Linked DNA regions of Mus musculus: regions 1 and 3 are each linked to region 2. The links are chromatin contacts, called in public promoter capture Hi-C maps. All regions are on one chromosome and are shown on one strand. Each heading gives the region's core, a stretch centred on a gene start, on an enhancer-like site or on the middle of the called end of the contact. The rest is flanking DNA. Distances are from core to core; before and after follow the strand shown. Region 1 holds the start of Plaa (phospholipase A2, activating protein). Region 2 holds the start of Usp1 (ubiquitin specific peptidase 1). Region 3 holds the start of Wdr78 (WD repeat domain 78).

Evidence for each region. Promoter capture Hi-C pulls out the DNA fragments that hold promoters and counts their contacts.
Region 1: a contact with region 2 is called in a promoter capture Hi-C map of pre-B cells. The contact joins the promoter of Plaa here to the promoter of Usp1 in region 2.
Region 3: a contact with region 2 is called in a promoter capture Hi-C map of pre-B cells. The contact joins the promoter of Wdr78 here to the promoter of Usp1 in region 2. A contact is called at or near these places in 1 of 39 promoter capture datasets (pre-B cells) and 1 of 484 Hi-C or Micro-C datasets (CD4 T cells).

The regions. Positions count from the first base shown.
Region 1 is chr4:94,601,491-94,606,153 of GRCm38.p6, forward strand. It overlaps Plaa (phospholipase A2, activating protein), which reads right to left and starts at 1,757. Exons shown (of 14, transcript NM_172695.2): 1 at 1,387-1,757. The coding sequence starts at 1,535. It also overlaps a transcript of Ift74 not described here.
Region 2 is chr4:98,921,856-98,926,127 of GRCm38.p6, forward strand. It overlaps Usp1 (ubiquitin specific peptidase 1), which reads left to right and starts at 1,955. Exons shown (of 9, transcript NM_001301414.1): 1 at 1,955-2,388.
Region 3 is chr4:103,111,733-103,116,141 of GRCm38.p6, forward strand. Wdr78 (WD repeat domain 78) reads right to left here and starts at 2,567. Exons shown (of 17, transcript NM_146254.4): 1 at 2,378-2,567. The coding sequence starts at 2,424. It also overlaps a transcript of Mier1 not described here.

The DNA.
Region 1 (4,663 bases), core at 507-3,006, 4.3 Mb before region 2:
ACTTTTCTTTATTCTTTTTTTTTAAGATTTATTTATTTATTATATGTAAGTACCCTGTAGCTATCCTCAGACAGCCCAGAAGAGGGCATCAGATCTCATTACGGATGGTTGTGAGCCACCTTGTGGTTTGCTGGGATTTGAACTCAGGACCTTTGGAAGAGCAGTCAGTGCTCTTAACGGCTGAGACAACTCTCCAGTCCCCAATTCAAGTGTTTTTCCATATAAACACTACAACCTGGCTTCTGCTAGCCTTCAGGACCTGCACTCACGGCATACTATGTCTTCTGCCTCTCTGGAACGTAGCTCTCCAACTACAGTTTTTCCACTTTAAAGTTCCCCCAGTCCACCCTTCAAGATCAGCTTACTCAATCTAATAAGAGATATCCGCTTCAACACACACACAGGAGAAACACCTCCAAGAAAAAAAAAAGGTTCCTACTAATATCTTTCCGGTCTAACTCTATATTCTCACGAGAGAATATAATAAAGTTCTGTAAACAGAGAGCACCTGTCCTCCTGTCAGTGATGTCTTTCTCCCCAGGAAATACATATATATGTATCTCATCATCTAAATTCAATTTACCTTCCCAAAATCACTAGCCTGTTTGCTGTCATAAAATTTTCGACTAATCAGGGCTTTAAACGCAACCTCTGATATTGATTTGGGCTGGATTTTAACTTTTTGGTTATTTTATTTATTTATTTATTTTTGGTGGTGGTGGAGTGTGTGTGGGTGGGTGGGTGGGTGGGTGGGGGGGAATTGAAGGCAGAACTTCAAAGCAATGATAATTTTTCCTCCTCGAAAAAACAGAACATTCCTACACAACGATAACATTTGAGGAGGTTCATCCTCTCCTCCCCAAACAGACTATAACTTGGACAACCAAGAGAGGACACCATGTGTAATTCTCTGTAAAGCAATTACTGAGAATTATAGTCTTCAAAAATTTAAATCTGAGGGATGACTACAGAGCAACTCCTAAGATCGGAGCCCGAGGGGCAAGCCAGAAGTTTTCATCGAGCCGAAACTGGGAGGGCGCAAGCAGCAATAAATACTAAAGACTAAAAGAAACCTAAGGGGTTATCTGCCAAAGCTGAAGGCCCTTAAGGTGTTTTAAGATGCTCGTCCAAGGTCAAGTCGCCCGTTAGTGGTCAAGTTAGGACAGCCAGCCAGGTCCTCCAATCCTATCCATACTCATTCCCCCGAAATCTTGTCGGTTTCACAGACAGCGCCCGAAAAGCCAAAGCTCGGGACTCGGCAGGGAGGCAGGAGCAGCGCGGACACCAGGAAGAGGGAGAGATTCAGGGCAGGGAAGGAGGGTCACTCCTCCCACGTGTCTGCAAGCCTGTGGTCCACCCGCGGGCGGCGGGACTAGCAGCGCTCACCTGTCTGGAGCCCAGAGGCGGGTGGTCCGATCCCGGGACACAGACACAAAGGCTCCCGGCGGGTAGAGGCAGCACACCAGGCCCCTCACGTCCAGTTCGTGGCCCGGGAGCGAGCAGCTCAGCCGGTATCTGGAGGCGCCGCTCGCCATGGCCAGCGTGGATCCGGAGCCCGGCCCCCGGGCACAGCGCGAGACTCGTCCACAGGCCCGAGCCGGCGTGCGCCAGGCTGCGGCCCGAGACCCGCCTGCAGGAGAGGGGCGCCGGAGACCGGAAGAGCCAGTCAGCCGGTGCGGAAGGACCGCGGGGGAAGGGGCGCGCCGAGCCGCCTGAGTGACACAGCAACCCTAACACACACGCCGGAATTCATCATCCGCCGCGGCCCGCGGTGACGCAGAGTGTGTGCGTCGGGCTGCTGAGCATCACGGACCGGGCCCTCTATCCTTCTGCGCCCTGGATCGCCGGCCGAAGAAGGGACGGTGAGATCAGGAAATTCTGCGTAGGCGCCGGAGGTCTGGGTCCGGTCGGAACCCGGTCCATTTCAGAGAACAACCGAAAATCTGTAGTAGTTGGAGGAGGGTAAATCGGAACTACAAATCCCACAATGCCGAGCGTCCCGAGTGACTCGCCGGCGCGCTGAATCCGGATGTTTTAAATCTAGGTGCTCGTTTGACTACTCTGAGTAGTAGAGCAAAATTGCTTGTTTGCCTTACGCCACGATTTGTTTGCCCATTTTCTGCTTGATTCTGGAGAGTCTCCCAAGATTTTCATCAGTTAATTGTTTTTTTTTTCATTTAAGATGACTGAATCTGAAGCCAAAGTGGGAACTTTTAATGAACTTGCCTTCACCTCAAGCTACCCCCTATAATACCAGATTTTGCAGAATGATCGGGTGCCCATTCTCCCCTAACGTGACCACTGTTTGCCCGAGGTTTGGCGCAGAAGGTCTAAGGTGAAGCAGAAAATGCCTTTAATTATTTAAAAGGTCTTACGGTAGCTCGGGCTAGCCTAAAACTCGTGGTTCCTTGCTCCAGTCTCTGAACTCTGAAATTACAGGTGAGAATATATATTTTTAGCCAAACCCCGATGGTGTAGGTAGGAGTCTCACTACATTGCATTGAGATTGTCAGTCTACATTGTAGTAAAGTTAGCTTTCCGTATTGTAGCACGGCATCCATCACACCACAAACCTTTGTTAAGTTGCCAAATCCAATTTGTGTGTTTTTCTTCACTCTTCTTAAAACTTTCATTCTAGGCTTGAAATCACTATTCCTCTGTGTGTGTGTGTGTTTCTCTTGACTTTAGCTCTGAAATGTATTATTCCACTTTGTTCGGTAACCCCAATAGCTTTTCGTTATTTATTTTTTTATGTCGATTTATTTCATGAATGTAGGTATACTGTCGCTGCCTTCAGACACACCAGAAAGTGGCATCGGGTGCCCATTCCAGATGGTTGTGAACCACCATGTGGTTTCTGGAAATTGAATTCAGGACCTCTGGAAGAGCAGCCAGTGCTCTTAACCACTGAGTAATCTCTCCAGCCCCAACAGCTTTTCGTTCTTGAGAATACACTGTTGTATAAGGCCTTCCCCATTTCCCTAATTTATTTTGCTAAGGTCTTTTCCCTTAGGTGTGTGTCTGCCTCAGCCATATTGAATTTGCCATCTTTCTCTGAACATACCATGTTTGAAGTTGTTGTTTCTAGATTCCTAAAACAAACAAAAACTAGTGCTATGAGAGGCTGATGCAGGAGGATCATGAGAATGAAGCATAGCCTATCTAATGAGGTCTAGGTCATTCTGGCTACAGGAAGAATTCCTATCTTAAGAAAACACACCACCCACCCACCCCCACACACAAACAGACCATACACCACAAATGTCTCACCCGAATTAACATACCACACACCCATTTACATACATCACACACACCACACACATATACACATACCCCTCAACAAGCACACACACATACACACACAATTAGTCTGTAATCTTTTCTCCATCTGTCACAGTTCAATACTGTATATCTTCTGGACCCTCCTAGTTCCTCTTTAGACTAATACAGTTTTATTATTGCCTCTTTAGTGTTCATGGTGTCGTGACATATTTGTATAGCAATCATTTCTGCAAGATTAAATTTTCTTAGGACATTTCACTCTTTTTTCAATGTTTTTATAGTTGCTGTTGCTTTGTTTTTGTTTTCCTTTTAGTTTTTATTATGTTTAGTCTCTTTGTGTGTATATTTGTACGTGAGTGTGTGTGTTTGTGCATGCACCAGGATATACATACAGAGAGGCCAAAGGACAAACTTACAAAAAGAGGTTCTCTTTTTCTACTACATCATTCCTGAGGTTATAACTCATGTCCTCAGGCTTGGTGGGGTGGCAAGCAGCTTTACCCACTCAGACATCTCAACAACCCAGGTAAGTTTTATTAAACAGTCTCACATTGGCCTTGGCTATGAGAGCAGTTGATTGGGACACATTGTCAGCTATCCAGTGGCCCATGGGCATATGTTGGTCACACATGATAGATGCTGATATACCTCATGTCTGTAGGTGTGTTGAGCTTTTATCATTCTAGAAGTAGAACCAAGGGTTCACATGAACATGGTAAGCATACACTACTACGCTGTATTTCCAACCCTCTTCATGTCTAAAGGGAAAAGAAATTTGGAGTTACGGAAAATATTAAGTGGCTGTAAGCAGTTTTTGTAAAAAGTAAGTTTGAAAAGCATACAATGCTGGGACAAACTTTGGCTGACTCAAAGAACAAACCTCAGTTTGTGGGTTATTCTCTAAGGGACAGCCGTTTGTGACAAAAATATGTCCAGTTGCTGACAGACTCTGAGCTTTTGTCCTGCAGTGTGAGTTTAGTCTTCTCTGGTTAATGAGATTTTTCAGTAGAAAGATTCAGGCTTTCCGTTCCTCTTGGCTGCTCTGGTCAGGTTGAAAGGTAACTTTGCTGAAAGTCTCTTCCTGCATTGGGAGTAGGGGAAAGTACAGGAAGTCAGAAGGATCTCAATTTTAAGGTGGTTTTAATTTAGCAGTGTACTATACTTCAAGTCAAATTGCAGAGTATTTTAAAAGAACAATGTTTTAGGAATATTGTTCTTTTAGGTCTCCAAAAATGTTAACTTCTTTGGCCAAAGTCAAATGCTTGGATTAAGATACCAAAATATAGGTGATCCTCAACTTATAAAGGAGCTGCTTTCTCACAAGTTGCAAATGTCATAAGCAAAAATGTAGTTAAGAAGCCAGAGAGATAGCTCAGCAAGT
Region 2 (4,272 bases), core at 705-3,204:
GAAACTTTGAAATCCTATAAATGACTTTTATTATTATAATTATTATTATTTTTAAGTTTCGATTGTCCCTTGAGTTTGTGCCCATTCTTGGACTGGTCTCTCTGGGATCCTTCCACTACAGCCATGTTTTCGTAGTTTATCTTTCCCTGCCCCTACAGTAAAGTATCTTTAAACTCCAAATCTGCTTCACAAACTGGCAAGTCTGAAAATGAGTTTCTGGAATTAAGCCACGAATCCCAGTTTGGACCGGGCGAAGGTCCCTAAAAGTTGACAGGAACTCCTCAGGCTGCCAGCTGACCCTGGAAAGTTGTGCATCCTGCTTGTTCCCACATACGCCCATTTCACTACAGTTCCTACCGTCGTACTTAGACTCCCTATTATCCAAGCATCCTGTCCTCATTTCCAACACCAAGCTTCTAAAGCTCCCGGTGCTATGGACACGTGTGATGTGCAGCTCATCTTCTCCCACAAATGGACCTCCCCTCCATGCCATTCAAAGTACACTTCCTGGAACTGTCTGCTGAAACGTCAGTCTTCATTATCCCATCGAAACGACCAAACGGTTACCTTTTTAAAAAAAATCTACCATTTACACTATTTCAAATCACCAGTTTAATTTCGGTCTTCAGTAGACTGTAGATCATGGAGTACATTCCCTTCGCTTGTTATCCCTACCATGCTGAAAATAGTTCAACAGGGCATTAAACAGGGCAACACACACGGAGGGCACTAAACAGGGCAACGCACACAGTGGGTACTAAACCGAGCAACACACACCGTGGCCATTCAACAGACCAACTCACGATGGGCATTAAACAGGGCAACGCACACAGTGGACATTTAAAAAACAACAAAAAAACCCCACTTGAACGGATTTGTACTGAGTTCTCATCAGCTGTAGTACCGCACTGTGAGATCATCTCACAAAAGACAGAGCATACAGAACCAAGCCCAAACCGGGTGAGGCTGTGCGGCTGCCTGTGGGTCATTCGGTACCGGCTCGCGCCAGAACCCGTTGAAGCTCCAGCCGCGAGACCAGCCTGAGAACTAAAACCCTTGTGCAGCCTGCGAGAGGGGAGAAGGACCCGAGGCTCCAAGGCGTTCGGCTGTGCACTGTCTAGCTAAGGCAGTGCTCATTCTTAACGCACAACTTGAGATAGGGTGGACCGCGGCTTCCTCGGTAAACTGGACGCCCAGCGGGCGCCGAGCAGCTAGCAAAGCGCATCAGCCATTTTCCGAGCGTCTTTGGTAACCCTTCCGGAGAGGGCACGCCAGGAGGGGGAAGAAAAAAAAAAAAAAAGAAAGAAAGAGGCGGGCCTGCACCGGGGCCTCGGCCCAGAAGCCACACCCTCCGGGCTCGCCACCTCCCCATGCTAACAAAACGGAAAGCGGAACCCTAACCTCGGCAGAGAAAGCGCGCACTGGAGCGCCAATGAGCTTGCAAAGAGCCGCTCCAGGGCGCCGTATGCTCTCCCGGGATTGGCTGGGCCTCGTTCCTTGTACTTTTTTTATTGGTCAGACTGTCTTCTCTGCCGGCTAATTGTTTTATTCGTATAGGTACTTTTTGATTGGCTCTTCCTGGTGGGGCGGAGGAATGAGGTTTTGGAAATTGTTCAGCCTGGATTGGCGCATTTGAGCACCTGAGGAAGGGGCTTGTCCCAGTCACTCCCTGTCCCATCTCCCGACCCGTAAGCTCCCTCCCCTTCAACTCGCGAGTGCTAATGTTTAAAAAGAATTAAAAAAAAAAAAAAAAAAAAAAAAAAAGAGGGCGTGAGCGAGCGAGTGAGCCTCCTGCGCGCCAGCCCGGCCTCCTGCGCAGCGCGCGCCTCTGCGAGGACCCGCGCGAGCTGCCCGTGCCGCTGCCTGCGCTGTTTAAACTGCAGAACCCGTTAGGCCCCGGGAGGAACTACCGTTCCAGCTGGTTCCGGAGCCGAGCGTGCCGGGGGCGAGGGGCGGTCGCGCGGCGGCTCGCGCCTTTCGCGCCTCTGCAACGTGGAGAGGAGAACCGGCACTTTCCGTGGACGCCACCTCCAGCCGCGACGCTGGCGCGGGCGGGGGTTCACTCGCGGGGGTCCTGAGACTGAGGAAAACGCGCCAAGTTCCCCCTCGGCGGCCGTGCGGGGACCCTGCGGCTCGGGAGCGCCGCCACCGCTGTGCGCCCGTAGCCTTCCCGGCCGGGCTGCGCCGGGGATGTAGTGGTGCCGCGGCGGGCAGGACCGAGCGGCGGCCCGGCTCCCGCTCCGCGGACGAATGGTCACTCCCCCGCGGGAGGCGCCCACCAGCGATCCCTCTCCCGGGACGGCGGCCGGGCTCACCTGTCGCGCCCGCACTCTGCCCGGCTGGTCTCCCCGGCGGCGGCGCCGCGGACTCGCGAAGGGCCATGACCGGGTAAGGAGCGCCCGGGGTTCAGGGCCCGGGGCTGCGCGGCAGGTGCTGACGGTGGGGAGGGCCCCTTAGGCTCGGGCTGCGCTGCGAGGGACTGCCGGCGGGCGCGGCGACCCCCGGGGTGGCACACCCAGGACCCAAGTGCCCCTCTGCCCACGCCTTTCGTAATGGGAGAGGCTGGCCGGGAGAAGAGATGTTTGTGATCGCAGTGTCCTGGGTCGGGGCTTGCGAAATTTTACCGCGCATTTTCTTGACTTACAGTTTCTCCAGAAGTGTGTACGGCGCCACGTGTCTTAACCCTGCGCCCAAGAGTTTGTTTTTATTGTTTCACGTTTTTCTTGAAAGAAGAGTTGAATCCTATCATTGTACACAGATTTGAAAAGTAGTGGGACTGAGGATTCACGGTGTCATTTGGTCAAGAAGACTTAGGGCTAAGTTCATTGTGCGAAGCTTGGGTTATAGTTCTGGAGAGGCTTTTTTGACTGAAAGCTCTGAGAAGGGACGTGGAGAACATAAGATTGGGCACCCGGGAAAGTGTCGCGCTCTTGGTGACCATCAGTGCTGGCTGGCTGTTTAGAGGGTCCCAGATTGGGTGGCTGGCCGAGATGACGGCCGCTGTTTGAGCTGGCTGATGACTTTTCTCTCACTGGCTCCCAGGAAGACACCTTTCCGGAGTCATTAGTGCTTGGGGGAAGTCTGACAGTTTTGCGAAGGCTGGTTTATCATTCCTAACAGGTCATTTCATCAAGAACATTTAAGGGGCCAAGAGACAAAAATTTAAGTTGCAGATAAGATGGGAAATTTTGCCAGTTGTCCAGTTTTTCCTGAGTTGGTTCCCAGAAATGGTTTCCCTGCAGTGTACAGTGAACTGGGGTGAAATGTTTAGGGGTAGAGTTTGAATCAATTTGTGTGTACCTCAACTACTTACTACTTGGGTACCTATATTTGAAACTCGTTCATATTTTTGGAATATTGGAATAGAAGGATTATCTTTCTTCTAGATGTTCCAAATAAAAAATAAATTTCTATAAAGTATCACAGGTATTGCCGTATCTCTCTTCCTCCCTCCCCCGCTCCCGTTTAAAGTTTTACCTTGAAACTTCTAGTCACATAGCTTAGAAACAATTGGAGCTGGGTGTAGCTTGGCCGTAGGACTTCCCACTGGGGAGAAGAGGCTGGCAGGTAGATTTTTGAGTTCCAGGCCAGCCAGGGCTACACTGGGAGACCCTGTCTCAAAACAGAGCATAGTTGGAAAACTAAAGTATATTGTAATCTTTAGCACACATGAGACGGGCAAGTTTTTCCGACCTCTGTTCCAGCTTTGTATGTGTAGTTCACATTGACTACAAGTGGCCTTGTAGACTGTAGTCCCCACTACTACTTTGGTTTCTTATTCATTCCTGATTTTTACCATTGTTCAGTTGCTATTTTTGTATATAGAAAATGAAATTTTGCTTAAGCCTATTGTTTTCAAACTTTGTGTGTGTATGGGTGTGCACAGGAAGTTCAGAGGGCACACTTGAGAAGTTGAGTCCCTGGGATTAAGCTCAAGTTGGTAGGGTTAGCAGCAAGCGCCCTGACCCACTGGACCATCTCACTGGCCCAGAGTTTTTGCTTCTTATTGTATGAATGATTTTAGTAAATGGATATTTTTGAGATATGGCTCTTAATGCATGTACATATACACATACCCATACATATGCATATGTATACCCACATTATGGTAATAAGAATTTAGTAGCAATTTTAAAGGAAGTTTGTGCGGGTGTGTCTGCATGCATGCATATATGTATCATTGGCATTTAAGCCAGTGGTTCTCCACCTGTGAGTCAAGACCCCCCAGTAGTGTGTCAAACAACCTTTTTTACAGGGGATTTCATATCTGGC
Region 3 (4,409 bases), core at 1,317-3,816, 4.2 Mb after region 2:
CCTCAGGGATTATGGAGAGGTTGTAATGTTTCGAGTACAGAGCCTGTTTATAACTTACTTACTTCCTTTCCTTTGGCCCTCAATTGCCTTTTCTTGCCTACCACATCCTTTTGATTACCAGGTGAAATCCTTTGGAATGTACTGGCAGACCACTGGTTTCCATCAACTAAAAGGCCTTAAGACTGTTATCAGAGTACCCAAGGGCTATGACAGAAAGTTCCCCACTCTGCTGAAACCTACCAGCATCCCTGTCCACCAGTGTATGTAAAAAGTGCCTTGACTTACGATTTGTCATTCCTATCAAGTCTCATGAGACATTTACCACACTGGAACCTGGTGTTTAGGAAACCTGAATGCCTGTTCCCAGGCCATGGTCACTCACACTAAGCCCCAGAGTAAACCATCTTATCCCCTTTGAAATGAAAATCATGGTAGCTTTTGTGTTTGTTTTGCATTAATAAGTGTTATATCATTTTTGTCTTAATTTGTATAAATTTAATTTAGTTTCACTTTAATATCTCCATAAAGGCAAAACAGAAATTAAGCAAGGAAAAAAACTTAAGTAACAAGCTACAAATGTGTATGTATCTACTTATTTGTTCAGTTTACCAATGTGTACTAAAGATGTTCTCCATTCTAGGTAAGAGTCTACAGCAGTGCACAAAACAAAAGAGGACATAATATGAGCTGGGGGGGGGGGGGGCACACCCACAATCCCAAGAGGTTGGAGGCAGAGGCAGGAAGATCTCTGTGAATTAGAGCCAGCCTGGTTTACAGAGAGTTCCAGAAACCCTGTCTTGAAAAACTAAGGAAAAAAAAAAACCTGGAGAATATAATATACTCATGGGGATAAACTCGAAGCGTAATAGCGTTCCTGGCCTATGTGTGTGTATATGTGCGTGTGTGTGCGTGCTGCGGGATGTTACATCATACTCAAGGGGCATAATCCAAAGCCAGATCCCGTGGGGACTTGGAAGAAAGGGAGCTCAGAGGGAAAGGGAAAAGCTTAAGGAAGTTTTGTGCAGACTACTATGTGGAGGGTGTTGGCAAGCAGACGATTCAGCCAGCTATTCCAATGCAGAAATGACTGTTAGGTCTGGAGAGCACAGCTACTTGACGAAGTGAAGTGGCCCTCAATGCTTGGCAGTAAAGATGCAGGACCCATACCGAGGAAGTGCAAGGGTTGCAGTTTAATGAACTGGGATGGCTGCGGACTGGAAACAAAGGGGCAGTAAATTACAGCGCTGAGGATGAATTTCGAGCACACTGGGTGTAATTGCTTCAGTTTTGTTTTCTTGAGAGAGATCTTGAAGAGATAAGAAAACTTGTGAATCATGCATATACTTAACTTTGAAAGGCACAAGGCAACAACGAAGTGAACCACCTGCCTCCACAACACATATTTAGGAAGGAGACAGATTAGTAAACTATTTTGAAAAAGAAGGCCAGGCCAGGTGGCCCAAGCCTTTATTTAATCCCAGCACTTTCAAACCAGTTCCATATCAGCCAGGGCTACACAGGGCGAAAGACCCTGATCTATAAACACAAACAGACATTGATACATAACAGCAGAAACTAGCCACGAGCCTAGTGAAGATTGAAAAATGTCCTATTAGCTAACTGAAGCATTTCAAAACTCAGTAAAGTAAGTGGTCATTTAGATCAAAGCTGGTGACTGGCTAGTTAACAACTAAAGTGCCAACCGACTGTTGTAAGCTATTGGAAAGCGCTTTTTCGGAGAAGCGATGTAAGGCTGAGCACTTAACTCAAGGGCAAATGCAAGGCTCTCTCCTCAGAACTTTCAGTAAGTTCAAAGGGCGAATTAGCTGAGAGGATGTTGGAAGAAAAGATGTGGCTGCTCTGGGAAGACCGCAAAACCACTGAAATGTTCGAGCATGAAAGGGGGAATATTTTAATGAAAATTCAAACCACTTCCAAGTTCAACGCCACACGAGTCCACATTATCTTTGGGCCTTTCTCCTAGCTTAGCGGCATGAACTAAGCAGTTAAGAGTCTTAAGGTAAGCTGGCAGAAAGAGATGAAAAAAAAAAATCCTCTGCTGGCGTACATATTAAAATTAGCTTTGGTTGCTCAGAGACCAAGGAGCCAGAACACGAGACAGCTTGGAAGTTGAGAGACCTAATGAAAGAATACAAGAAAAAGCGCTTGGAAGAAATAGGCAGGGTGGTCCTCGACAAACTCCGGTCTAGCACGGCAGCGGGAGTTTTTACACAGACCGAATCAAGCCAGAGGATCCGGCGCTGCCTGGGGGGCTCCGCGGGATCGAATGCGTTGGGAACCCCTTTCCAAACCGAAGGGCTGGCTGTCTCTCCGGGATCTAGAGGAACGGGCCACACGGATCTAGTGCGGAACTTACGCGGCGAAGCTGGCCTGCTTGCGGGTGCTCGTCGGAGAGCTATGCATGGTGGTGACTTTTTAGACCAGGGCTCGGCGCCCCCTTCCCCAGCAGGTTCGGCGATGCCCGGACTCCCAACTGCCCGCTCAGCAGCTCAGGAATGTTTGCCGGGCGCCATGGCGACCGCGGAGCCTGGCTCAAGAAGCGGCCGCGCGGTTGGCTGGCCGCTCGAGGTGGAGGAGGAGGGCGGAGGCGGAGGGGAGGGTAGAGGGTTGGTGGAGCTGGAGGAAGCTCGGGCGACGATTCGGAGGAGGCGGGCGGCCCAGGCCCTAGGCCCCTCCCAGGCTGCGAGTCTCCCGGCTGCAGGCGGATGGATGGGGCGTCTCCAGGCGGCGGCGGCAGCAGCGGAGGCGGCGGCAGCAGCGGCGGCTGTAAGTGCAGCCTCCACAGACCATCTTACCCATCCTTCGATCGGGAACCGGGGCCCCAGGGGCGCTCGCAGTCTCCTTTTCCCCACTTCCCCTCCCCCCACGGGAGAGCGCCGCCCGGAAGACTCCTAACTTCCGGGGCGGGGCTGCCCGAGTGTACCGGGAGGGCTGGCGGCTTGGAGGCGCTGCCGTCTGGCGCGCATGCGTAGTTTCCGCCCCGCCCCTCCCCGGTCTTTCGGCCTTCGCGGTGGCGGCGGCGGCGCCCAATCTTCGCCGCTTCCGCGGCGCGCCGGGATTACGCTGCGGAGTGAGTTTGCGGGGCGGGCAGGCCAGCTCCCGCCCTTTTCGGTCGGCCCTCGCTCCGCGGCAGGGGTGTGGCTTCCTGGCCACTCCCCCGTGGCTCCACCTCTGTGCCCCTGATTTCTCTAGCTGTCCAGCCAGTTGAGGTTGGCTCTCTTAGCAGAGCATCCCTTGAGGTGATAGGCGCAACCTGGGTCAACCTGCCGTTGTCGGAGGGAGCTAGAGGGGCGAGAGACTCAGAGACAGCATTGCAGGGAACCAGCCGCTCCCAGTGCCTATCTCCCCCGCGAGTGGCCTTATTCTTTTAGCTTGTAATGTAGATGCTTGCTGGCCTGGTTCCCATCTCTGGTCCTTGCATGTTGTGTGACCTTGGGCAAGTCTCTTCCCCCACTCCCGGGGAGGGCTTCAGTTTTTCTATTAAACCTCAATTTTTGTAATTTTGCAGAAGACCTTAGGCAATTTTAAGACCAGCTAGGTTTCTAAGACCGCTTAACGGAGATGACCCGGAATTGACTAGACTTTTCTCAAATCATGGGTGAAATACAGAAATGTAATTATTGGGTTCTTTGTAATCTTTAGCATTGCTTATAAATTGCAGGACTCAATCTTTGTTTCATTTTGCTGAAATTCCCACGGGGCGGTTGACCTGGTTCTGGGACATCTTTTGAAAATGTGAGACTGAGTGAGCTTGAGGTAACTGTCTCTGTCTCTTTGCTACTGAGGCTTTCTTTCCTTTAATCCAGATGGTGTGGTGGCTCGATTCTCCCAGTGCCTGGCTGAGTTTCGGACGTGGTTAAGAACCAACTGGTTGAGGTTCAATGCAGACAAGACGGATGTGATGCTGGTAGGCAAGGGCACGACTGGAGATGAAGGGAGGGCAAAGGCAAGCTCCCTCATGTAATAAAAACATGATTATTGTCTGTGCTGGTGTTGTAGGCGTGCTAATGGCCAACCCTTCCAAGACTTTGGGTGATATAAAAGTGACATCAGCAACGTTAAGATTTATAACTAGTTTGCAAATATTGATAAGATGATAAAATAAGGCCACTGGATGAAATTATATGAAAAAGATTATGAAAGGAACCCAAACTATCCTTTGAAGGGTCAAATTTCTCTACGTGTTTTAGGATGGCATTAATAAAAGAACAAAGGAAAAGATAATTTCTGTTGGTTGTGGAGCCTCCATATGTAATGTGCTGCTGTGCTTTGCATCCTGTAGTCCTGCCCACTAAAGTCAAGATAAGTTCAGAGGTCATTGAAGAAGAACACCATTCTAGGTACTTTGTCTTCACACATACAGTGTAGGCTGTATTTCCTAAGAAAAG